2 separate regions of the Mus musculus genome follow, and region 1 is linked to region 2. Evidence: chromatin contacts called from public promoter capture Hi-C data. All regions are on one chromosome and are shown on one strand. Each heading gives the region's core, a stretch centred on a gene start, on an enhancer-like site or on the middle of the called end of the contact. The rest is flanking DNA. Distances are from core to core; before and after follow the strand shown. Region 1 holds the start of Cartpt (CART prepropeptide). Region 2 holds the start of Zfp366 (zinc finger protein 366).

Region 1 (5,992 bases), core at 988-3,487, 720 kb before region 2:
TTTATTGTGGCGAGGGTAACTCAGTGTTTATTGTGGCGAGGGTAACTCAGTGTTTATTGTGGCGAGGGTAACTCAGTGTTTATTGTGGCGAGGGTAACTCAGTGTTTATTGTGGCGAGGGTAACTCAGTGTTTATTGTGGCGAGGGTAACTCAGTGTTTATTGTGGCGAGGGTAACTCAGTGTTTATTGTGGCGAGGGTAACTCAGTGTTTATTGTGGCGAGGGTAACTCAGTGTTTATTGTGGCGAGGGTAACTCAGTGTTTATTGTGGCGAGGGTAACTCAGTGTTTATTGTGGCGAGGGTAACTCAGTGTTTATTGTGGCGAGGGTAACTCAGTGTTTATTGTGGCGAGGGTAACTCAGTGTTTATTGTGGCGAGGGTAACTCAGTGTTTATTGTGGCGAGGGTAACTCAGTGTTTATTGTGGCGAGGGTAACTCAGTGTTTATTGTGGCGAGGGTAACTCAGTGTTTATTGTGGCGAGGGTAACTCAGTGTTTATTGTGGCGAGGGTAACTCAGTGTTTATTGTGGCGAGGGTAACTCAGTGTTTATTGTGGCGAGGGTAACTCAGTGTTTATTGTGGCGAGGGTAACTCAGTGTTTATTGTGGCGAGGGTAACTCAGTGTTTATTGTGGCGAGGGTAACTCAGTGTTTATTGTGGCGAGGGTAACTCAGTGTTTATTGTGGCGAGGGTAACTCAGTGTTTATTGTGGCGAGGGTAACTCAGTGTTTATTGTGGCGAGGGTAACTCAGTGTTTATTGTGGCGAGGGTAACTCAGTGTTTATTGTGGCGAGGGTAACTCAGTGTTTATTGTGGCGAGGGTAACTCAGTGTTTATTGTGGCGAGGGTAACTCAGTGTTTATTGTGGCGAGGGTAACTCAGTGTTTATTGTGGCGAGGGTAACTCAGTGTTTATTGTGGCGAGGGTAACTCAGTGTTTATTGTGGCGAGGGTAACTCAGTGTTTATTGTGGCGAGGGTAACTCAGTGTTTATTGTGGCGAGGGTAACTCAGTGTTTATTGTGGCGAGGGTAACTCAGTGTTTATTGTGGCGAGGGTAACTCAGTGTTTATTGTGGCGAGGGTAACTCAGTGTTTATTGTGGCGAGGGTAACTCAGTGTTTATTGTGGCGAGGGTAACTCAGTGTTTATTGTGGCGAGGGTAACTCAGTGTTTATTGTGGCGAGGGTAACTCAGTGTTTATTGTGGCGAGGGTAACTCAGTGTTTATTGTGGCGAGGGTAACTCAGTGTTTATTGTGGCGAGGGTAACTTAGTGTTTATTGTGGCGAGGGTAACTTAGTGTTTATTGTGGCGAGGGTAACTAAGGAACGTTGTACACAAGAGCCGTCAATTCCATCCTTCCAGTGTTACATTCTTCCAACTTCGGTTTTATAAGACAAAGATAGATGTTCGGAGAGGTTCTTTAAAAATGTGCTATTACTTTAGTTTTAATTATCCATATATGTGTAAGTATGTGTACACGAGTGCAGGTGCCTGCGGTGTTGGGAACTCGAGCTCAGACCTTGTAAAAACAGCACGTGCTCTTAATCATTGAGCCATCTGTCAGCCCATCAGAAAGGTTAACTTTGTGCTAAGGTACAGACTCTGGAAGTGATTGGCCCAGGACTGGTACCACGTCCGGTTCTCTCGCTCCCGTTCAGTTGAGTTACTCTACTTTCCTCTTCGGGTTATTAGTATCACACAGCCTCTACAGAGCCCTTGGTGCAGAGGACATAATTTCCCTTCGTCTAGTATGCTGATCATCTCCCTCACTCCCTAGCTTTCCTAGAATTGTGCTCAGCAAGTGAGCCTGCTGGAGTCCACATATCCTTCTTGCTGCTACACCCGGGGCTTGGGGATTAGGGAGGCAAAGCAGAGCCTATGAGCAGAACTCTGGTGCATCTACCACGGCTAAGATAGGGAAAACAACTCTTCTGCTTGTTCATTGCCCCGAAGGCATTTTCCATTTCCCTCACCTTTTGCCCCTCAGTTTCAGCTCTGGCCCCTAGGGAAGCTTCCCTGGCTGCGGGGCGGACAGCGTTTCGGGGCACGGGGTCTTGTTTTCTGCGCTCTAGCCCATCTGTGCGCAGAGCCTCGTTCCCGGGCTCCCGGAGCCCGGCGGGCATTGACGTCAAACGGCAGCGGAGCGCTGCCTACAGACGGCTGACCCGGGCTCTCCTCCACACCCCCGTCCTTCTTCTCCCCCTCCCTCTTCCCGGCACCCGATTTCAACCGGCTATAAGAAGCCGGAGAGCGCAGTGCCCGAGCAGCGAGGAGGTCCAGAACCATGGAGAGCTCCCGCCTGCGGCTGCTACCCCTCCTGGGCGCCGCCCTGCTGCTACTGCTACCTTTGCTGGGTGCCCGTGCCCAGGAGGACGCCGAGCTGCAGCCCCGAGCCCTGGACATCTACTCTGCCGTGGATGATGCGTCCCACGAGAAGGAGCTGGTCAGTATTTCCCTCGCCTCGGGTTCCCCCACTGGACTACCACAGGGTCCTTGCTTTGCGTGCGTCCCCCTCTATCCCAGTCCCATCCCAGAAGGCAGAGCCCCTGACGCTGGATTAAAAAAAAAAAAGTACCCTGGGTACCCTCTACCAGACAAAGATATTTGAGTTCACGGGCTGCGGGCTGTCTGTCGAGCGAATCCCTAGTTGTGGCCGGTCTGGGCAGTGTGCTCCTTGGAGGCTCTGGAAGGTGAGGTCAGGTCTAGGGACTTTGCCCGCCTGGCTTCCTTTCCACCAGTATCTACTCCCCTTTGTCCCCCGAGTCCTGCTGCCCCGCGGTTGTGTGTCCCGGGCTCCTTATAACTGGGCTGAAAGTGAGCACCTGCGCTGGGCTCGCAGCCAAGGCGGCAACTTCGGGCTCCCGGCGCTATGTTGCAGATCGAAGCGTTGCAAGAAGTCCTGAAGAAGCTCAAGAGTAAACGCATTCCGATCTACGAGAAGAAGTACGGCCAAGTCCCCATGGTAAGGCTCCGGGTTCCCTTTTCCCTACTTTTCCACGAGAAAAGATTGCCTAGAATCTTACACACGGTCTTTACTCTAGCAGGTGGCTGAGCAGCTAGGTGAAGAATTTATCTGGAACGTCCTCTTTGCTTCTGCCCTCGCCCCTTTGCTCCTTGGTCTCTAAGAACAAGAGGGAACAGGCTACTTAGGGCCAGAAAACAGTCTCATGATCTGAGTGGGAGTACTTTCTGAAACATCTCAAATGGGAGAGCCCTTGAATCTATTCAGTTCTCTCTAATTCCTTCTAGAGCACCACCATTTTTTTTCTTTTTCTTTATTTGTATCATTTCGTTGTTGTTTTCTTTCTTAAATTCTGTGATAAAAAGTTTTCAGGACTGGTCACCTTCGTTGTACAGCTCTAGGTAAAAATCACACGCGCGCGCGCACACACACACACACACACACACACACACACACACTTTTTCCTTCTTTGAGCAAGGAAGTGGGAAAGCAGAAAACAAAGGTTATGAGAAAAAAATATATATGTTGGTTTTTCGAGACAGGGTTTCTCTGTGTAGCCCTGGCTGTCCTGGAACTCACTTTGTAGACCAGGCTGGCCTCGAACTCAGAAATCCGCCTGCCTCTGCCTCCCGAGTGCTGGGATTAAAGGCGTGTATATTTCTTAGATGCAAGAATCTGGGTGATTTCCCCCCCCCCCCGCCCCTTTCAGATAAAGAGAAAAGGAAGCTGAAATTGTGGTCCCTCCCCAAAGGCAGAAGAACGTAGGAGGAGGGGATCAGTCATTTAAATTTCTTCCTTTAAATATCCTCTTTCTGAAATTATAAGCCCGAGGCCCCCTGGGCTTCGGATCTGACTGCTTCGACCTGAGCTGATGGTACCATGAGGAAGCTCCCTTGGGACCCCAGTAACCATCGGTTGTGTTGTTGACAGTGTGACGCTGGAGAGCAGTGCGCAGTGAGGAAAGGGGCCAGGATCGGGAAGCTGTGTGACTGTCCCCGAGGAACTTCCTGCAATTCTTTCCTCTTGAAGTGCTTGTGAAGGGACGACAGCCGCCACCTTCGGTTCCCATATTCCCTCTTTCCCCCAAAGGAGCGCTCCATTATCCCTGGAGCCTGGCTTTAGCAACAATAAAGTTTGCGTTCCCCTCAGAGAGCGGATGGGCTCTTTCCCTGTTGCTTCAAAATAAAAGATTTGACATCATTGTGTGAAGGAGAATGCCTCGAATGGTGTTGGTGTGTGTGCAAAGATTTCTTTTCTTGTTTTATCCATCTGACACATTCTTGTGAATCTTTCTGGGAAGAAGAGGAACTTCGTTTTAAAACTGTATTTTTGTATGTGGTGTGTCACAATGAGAATTAGATCTAGTTAATTTGGGTAGATGACATCACAACCCGGAAAATAAATTGCCCTAAAGCCACACAAATTGAAGCATGTACAAATTACACATAATAAAGCATTTTTAACAATTGCTCACAGTGCATGGCTCTTTCTACATAAGTAATTTAAATAGGAATAATAGGATTAATCATGCTGTTGTTTTGAAAGAGAAATATTTTAAAAATAGCTGTCTATTGGGAGAGCAGCACCTCAGCTCCAAGGAGTTTTGATCATTAATTAGGAGTGTGTTACACCAGCTTCAGTATACATACTGTGTGCTAACTACAGAGGTGTGGTGGTAGTCTCTCTCTCTCTCCTCTCTCTCTCTCTCTCTCTCTCTCTCTCTCTCTCTCTCTCTTCCCAGTGTGTGTGAGAGAGAGAGAGACAGAGACAGAGACAGAGAGAGAGAGAGAGAGAGGAGGGGTAGAGATGGTTGGGTTTGAGATAACAAGCACACTGTTACTTATTCAGACCTTGGTTTTCAGCAGTGAGCCTTGTTCAGGGACACTTGCACATATGTGTTCATTACTGCACTATTCACAAAAGCCAGGGAATGGAATCACCGTAGAGGTGCAGCAACAAAAGAATGAATGAAGAATTTGTGCAACAGACACTCAATTGGATTGTGTGCAGCCATAAAGATAAGTGAAGTGATATCTTCAGAAAAGTGGATGGAACTGGAAATCATTATGTTAAGTGAAATAAGTCAGACTCAGCAAACAAATGTATAGGGAACCTATGTTTGAATGTGTGTGTGTGTGTGTGTGTGTGTGTGTGTAAACCAATAAGTCCTATCTTTATACAAGAACCCTGCTTTAAAGCCAACAAATGGTTTATTCTGAGCCAAATCTACGTGGTTAACTTCTGGGTGCATGTATTCAAGTTACCTTCAGTGACATTCTCTGGAAGGAAAGAAGTTATATAAACTCTTCCATCCACAGAACAAAGAAAATCATAAATCAATAGATCCAGCAAGTACATTGGTAGGAGCTTTAGGCAGGCAGGCAACAGCAAGAGGAGGAAGTCTGTTGTATATTTTAGCTGCTATCCAACAGCCTTAGCTTTAGGGTTGATCAAAGCTGGAGGCCTACCAAGGACTCCACACTGACTTGTAGCTTCTGCATAGAGCGGAAGGCAATTAGTGATGAGTATTCAATCAGGAAAACAAGAGGCTACTTTTCTTAAAGATAGCCCCAGACAATTTTGACTGTGTGTGTAGTATTTAGTCTTTCACAATCATGAGGCTACTCGGCAATGGCCTGACAGCTTGAGTGTCTTTATGGGTGTGGCTTCTGAAGAGAAATTCAGCACCACGGGCCAATAAACATATTCTTTCCAACCGTGGGCACACTTAAAACAAGATGGAAAACCTGAACTTTTGTTTTGTTCTTTTTGAGACAGGGTGTCCTGCGACTCAGTTTTGTCTCAAGCCGGTTCTGTAGCTAAGGATTACCTTCATCTTCTGAATTGCCCATCTCTGTCTGTCCTAGGGTTACAGCCACGTGCCAACAGAGTCAGCCTACATGGATGGGTCTGGGGCTCAAACTCAGGGCTCTGTGTGTGCTAGGCAAGTACAAACTCTCTACCAAAAGACCGCCTACATCCCAGTTCTGGGAAGCCCCTAAAGACCTACATCCCAGTTCTGGGCAGCC
Region 2 (5,408 bases), core at 2,474-4,973:
AATTAATTGCTTCATTTGGTGTCATATAAAGAGAGCTCACTCCACTGGACAGCCCATTCGTTTATAATTCATCTATTCAACAAATATTCTTTTTCATCATTGTATGCTATGTGCTATTCTAGGTCCTGATATGACAATAGACAAGCTGGTCCCTCTCTGTGGTTCTCACCTACTCTCATCATTGACTTTATCCAACCCTGTCATTCTCCACAGAGAGATCAGAGGTCCAAGCAAGTAAAGAAATCCGGTAAGGTATCGGTCAGGGAGTACAGAGCTGGATCAGAACACATATGGTCTGACTTCCAATCTGGCCTTTTTCTCCGCACCACCCCACATTGAAAGGCACTTTTTGCACAGTGGGGTGGGGTGCCCAGCTTGAATTTGTGCTTCTTAGGTTGGTGTCCGAATCAGTCTCCATTGTATCAGAGCCTTTACTCTAAAGCAAGGGTCTCAGGAGCTTGGGCTCTGGGTGGTAGAGTCCAGCTCTGGGTGGTGGAGTCCGGCTCGTTTGGTGTTGCCTGTTCTGTTTTTGGAACGTGGAGGGAAGTTTGGGAGCTAAATAAAAGTATCATTTTTATTTGATGAGCTAACAGACTTGCTGGTGGTGAAGTTGAGAGAGAGAGACAGAGAGAGAGAGAGAGAGAGAGAGAAACAACAGTTGGTTCACACACACCTCCTCCCCAACCCAGTGCACACATCCGTGGCTGACACCTTGCTACTGATGAATCTGGGGGTGAGAGCTCGATGCTGGATGGTTAGGAAGAGGGAACAGCACCTTATGTCACTTCCACTTGCTCTTCTCCCCCTGTAAGTTGTGGCATGGCCACCATCGTCTACAGTCCTGCACAGTCAGGGAAGAGGTCACGGCAGTGAAAACCATGAACATGGGGAAGTGGGTGGGAGGAAGTACCGATGTCCGTAGCATCTTTCAGCTCTCTTCCCACGTGCATCCCAGGACAGAAGTGTGGTCCTAAAGGAAGCCTTTCCCAACAGTGGAGGCTGGAGTGCCGCTGTCACTACATGCAGCTAAGGTCCACCGCACCTGTGCCTTCAAGACGGATGGACATGAGCATGTCCAACAATACCGGGCTTTTGTGTCATGTGATTTCAAGGCTCGGAATATGCGTATTCAGTGTGTGCCCGACTTGAAAATTATAAGGAATGATTTCTTCTGATAGATCGTTGGTATAGTATCAAGAATAAATACATGACAAAATTTTAGTCTATTTTCTCAATTTGTCAAAACCCAGGCCAACCACCTAAGTATTAATATATGAGTCTGAAAAAGATCTGACAGTGGCTGACTCCTGCGAGTTCCCTAGTATTGTGCTAGCTGCTTCCTAGCTGTGGTTTCACTTCATCCTCAGAATATATTGTATGAAAGCAGTTTTACATTTGGGAGACACAGACTTAGCTTAGAGACCCGATCCAAACCCCTGTCCCCATCAGTAAATGACAAATTTGAAACTCTAGCTCAGCTTGTTTCGCTGTGTCCCATCCGTTTTACACTCTTCTTGTTCTGACTTGAGTCATGCATGCTCACACAGCCCTGTGGGAGACAGAGCATGCATGATGTGATCTAAGCAATACTTAACCGAGCGTGGGGCAGAGACTGGTAGAAGAACATGTGCCTAGCACACATCCTAAGTTCAACTGTTAGCACCCTGCAAATGCAGATGACACGTTGGTAATTTAGCTGTTGGTACCATTTTGGCATAAAATTAATTAGTGAACTATTGTATGAGCAAGGCTCTGGATCATTCCAAACTGGAATTTCCCATGCTATCAAAAAGGAGCCCATGATGTCCCTAGAGAAGAATCACTCTGGAAATTTCCACAAATGTCAACTCGCTCTTTGGAGCTGAGGAAAAGATAGATTGTGTAGCAGTGGCCTAGGCTAATGTCAGTGAAGGATTTTTTTTTTCCTGAACCTCACCCCCACCCCCACAGTATCCAGCAGCCATCCTGGCAATGACCTCATGACTCTCAGCTCCTTAGTCTTGGCCCCCAGGAAGGACCACAGCAAACATAGTCTCCCCGCTTTTACCTGACTTATCCTTAGAGTGGCCCTGAAGCTGTTTGTCCCCCATCGCATCCATCGTGCATGGCATTAATAATATCAGGAGAAATGAAAGCGAAAGGAGTCAAGCAGGATTGTGTGCCACCCGGCATCTCTCCTGGGGTCGCAATTGGCCAGTACTAATACAAAATGCCCGAGAACATCCGTCCTGGACGCTGCTGCCCTGGGGATGCATGGGGATGTGGTGGCTGGGGCAGGTGAGGGAAGAGCCAGGCACCTCAGGCCACCAAGGTTACACTTGGTTGCATCCTTAAGGGGCAACTGCTAATCCTGTCTCTTCCATGTACATTGTATTATGGGGATTCTAGGGAAAGTCTCTTTTTAAAAAATAAATAACAAACCTACATTAATCATCCAGATCTACTAGACTGTCTCATCTTCATTAAGGTGACAGCTCAGTTTCAAATAAAGATTAATTACGCGATTGTGGTTAAAACATGATCTGGCCAAATTAATTTCAAAATGTCGAACTACTTTTACTATGCTGCTCATACCCTGAGGATTTCAACCCGTCTATACCATAGGAATGAATGGTTTGAGAAGCACGCATGGCCACTGCCTTCTACCCATCCAGCACCTCACTGGATTAAATTATTAATAGCAGCCGTGCCCCAGTCTTGGCTTGACCTTGCTAACCTATTTTTGACAACGTGATGCCGGCTCCCTCTTGGCTTGCCATAACAACTTCTTGGTAACATTACCCTCTCTGTCAAACGCAATGGAAGCAACTCGGACGTTTAACCGCTGCTGGCATAGTGTCTATATGAGCCTGACTACCTTGCCGTGTTCTATTTGGTGCTTTAGAACAGCAGGCTCTGGGTGACTGTTTTTCAATTGCATCTGTGGCTTAGCTTTTCATTCTTCCTGACACAAGCAATCAATCTAAATCCTCCAGTCCAGTCACACACTGATTTCCAAAACTGAAGTCAATGCCCTCGTATCCCTGCCTTCTTCTGTGTGGCGCATGACACTCCGAGTTGACAGTGGACAGTACATTTACATTTAACCCACATGGGGCACCTTTCTCCCAAATCTCCCACACACAGCACTATTCCAAAGAGGTATTCCCTCCCTTTCCCTCCTACTTCAGGGACAGAGCAACAGCCATGCATGAACAGTTCACTTTGGGGAGGTGAACTACAGAATGGAAACAAACAAACAAACAAAAATCAGAAGAAAGACACTTCAAGGCAGACAATAAATATACCAAAACTCCATGAGCAAATCACAATTCTCAACAGACACCCTGAGAGGGCTCTCAGAATGCAGTCCTGGGAGCAGTGACCCCTCCAGTGGGGCACACCACATGTCCCAATGGTTCCTAGTAAACTCAAGTTGCCTATGACAAAACAATTCAAATTTAACACAGCGACCTCCTCAGCCCCAACACAATTCCATTTCCACTCCTGGCAAGCCTCAGCTCTGCAAAGCATTAATATTCTCCTCTGCAACGAGGCATGAGCTTACACTCTAGGCCACCCATCAGTCACACCTTTTGATTAAAGAGCAGCCCAGGGAGGTGGTTTCTGTGGAAGATGCCCAGTCAGTCTCCATCACAGGGACATTGAAATGAAGGTAGAAAGGAGTACATGGTCACTTACCAGCTCCTGAGGGCTGAGAGGCAGCAGCCCCCACCGCTTTACCTGGTCTCTGGCTGTCTCTGTCTTTCCCTCTCTCTCTCTCCCTCTTTCTCTTGTGTACCGATTGCAGGGAACTTAAAGGACTCGCAGGGACAGTGTTTCAAGTGACTTAAGAAGGAGAACAGGAACAATACCCCGTTCTCTTTTTCTCAGATGAGTACCTTCGGGAAGAAGGAAGGAAGGGAGGGGAGAGGGCGGAAGTCAACAACCCTTCGCTTTCCTGAAAAAAAATAAGGAAACAGAAGATAGACATCTCATTTTCTCTTAAACAAAATGTTGGAAGGGGAGGGGGAAGAAAGAAAGAAAGAAAATCTTTACAAAAACGAATTCCCCAGATATACTCTCTGCCCTGGGAGCTTTCAGGACATGAAAACCCCTGAGTGGCTCTGTCCTGTCCAAACAAACGCAGGCTCTCCTGGTTGCAGCCTCTGGTGTCTGCCTTACAGAACTGACACAGCCCAAAAGGAACAAATCATGTCGTGTCAACTCTGACTCTCAGTGAGGGAAAGTCTGGGCTGCTGGGCTAACCAAGAGGGAACCTGCAGCCTTTACCAAAGGGCACAGTGCCTGGCCACCCAGGCCTTCTGACTTTTCCTAGCTGCTTTGAAACCCCAGCACTGCTCCAGTTCCTCGCCTGGCTCTAGGTTCTTCAAGTTCCTCACAGTCAAACAGCAGATTTATGCAGTGCTCACTGGGCTCTGTGTGCTGGGCCAAGTCCGGTTCCATCTTTGCTGATGGACGAAAAAGGAAAAGAAGCCACTTAGTGTGGCGTTGCCAGCCACAGTTAATTCCGACTGTTGTTTACACTGTCCTGTCCTTCTTGGATGTAGTCACCTCAGGAGCACTGGAGGGAGGGTGCTAATTTGTTTTGAGAATATTGTGAACCATCTGAGGTCCTAGATAAATCAATCTCTGTTTCTGAAAGAGGAGGGGGAAAGCCGAGTGGGAGCAGAAGAATTGGGGTGAGCATCCTTTACTGAAGATGGGGCTGGGGCTCAGTGGACAAGCCTGGGCTCTTTGTGGGACACATGCACTGACAGAGGGAGCTGGGACCCAGTGGGCAAGCCTGGGCTCTGTGAAGGATGACTGCAGTGACAGAGGGAGCTGGGACCCAGTGGGCAAGCCTGGGCTCTGTGAAGGATGACTGCAGTGGCAGAGGGAGCTAGGGCTCAGTGGGCAAGCCTGGGCTCTTTAGGGAGATACATGCACTGACAGAGGGAGCTGGAGCCCGGTGGGCAAGCCTGGGCTCTGTGAGTGATGGCTTCATTGACAGAGGGAGCTGGGCCCAAATCATCTAATTAGCTTTGTGAATCTTGTACCCTCCATTCATTCAGTTGAGACCATTGTCACCACAAACAGGAACCAGCAGTTGTGTGGTTCTTTGTGGTGGCACAAGAAACATTGGTCATAAGCTGCTTCCTTGATTTACTCGATATTGAAAAAAAAATGAGGTGGAGATTATAAACCTCATGGATTGCCTCAGGAAAGGTGGGTTCACAGAAAGTGAGGCTTAGTTCAGAGTCCACTCTATGTTTTAACTGGGCACTATGGTCTACAACATTGAATGTTTGTCCCACATTTTCTGAGTATATGTTCATTGTTGTCTGTCTGCCTGCGTGCTTGTCTGTCTGAACGTGTGCAAGACCAGAGAAGCCATGTAAGAAGGCTGCTCTGAATGTTTATAAGAA

What was found. Promoter capture Hi-C pulls out the DNA fragments that hold promoters and counts their contacts.
Region 1: a promoter capture Hi-C map of embryonic stem cells shows a contact between it and region 2, with 7 times the contacts expected there. The contact joins the promoter of Cartpt here to the promoter of Zfp366 in region 2. A contact is called at or near these places in 5 of 39 promoter capture datasets (the C10 cell line, embryonic stem cells, hippocampal neurons and 2 more) and 1 of 9 other capture datasets (macrophages).

Annotation. Positions count from the first base shown.
Region 1 is chr13:99,896,928-99,902,919 of GRCm38.p6, reverse strand. Cartpt (CART prepropeptide) reads left to right here and starts at 2,237. Exons shown (of 3, transcript NM_001081493.2): 1 at 2,237-2,444; 2 at 2,880-2,963; 3 at 3,894-4,437. The coding sequence starts at 2,286. The coding sequence ends at 4,001.
Region 2 is chr13:99,183,138-99,188,545 of GRCm38.p6, reverse strand. It overlaps Zfp366 (zinc finger protein 366), which reads right to left and starts at 3,723. Exons shown (of 5, transcript NM_001004149.1): 1 at 3,682-3,723.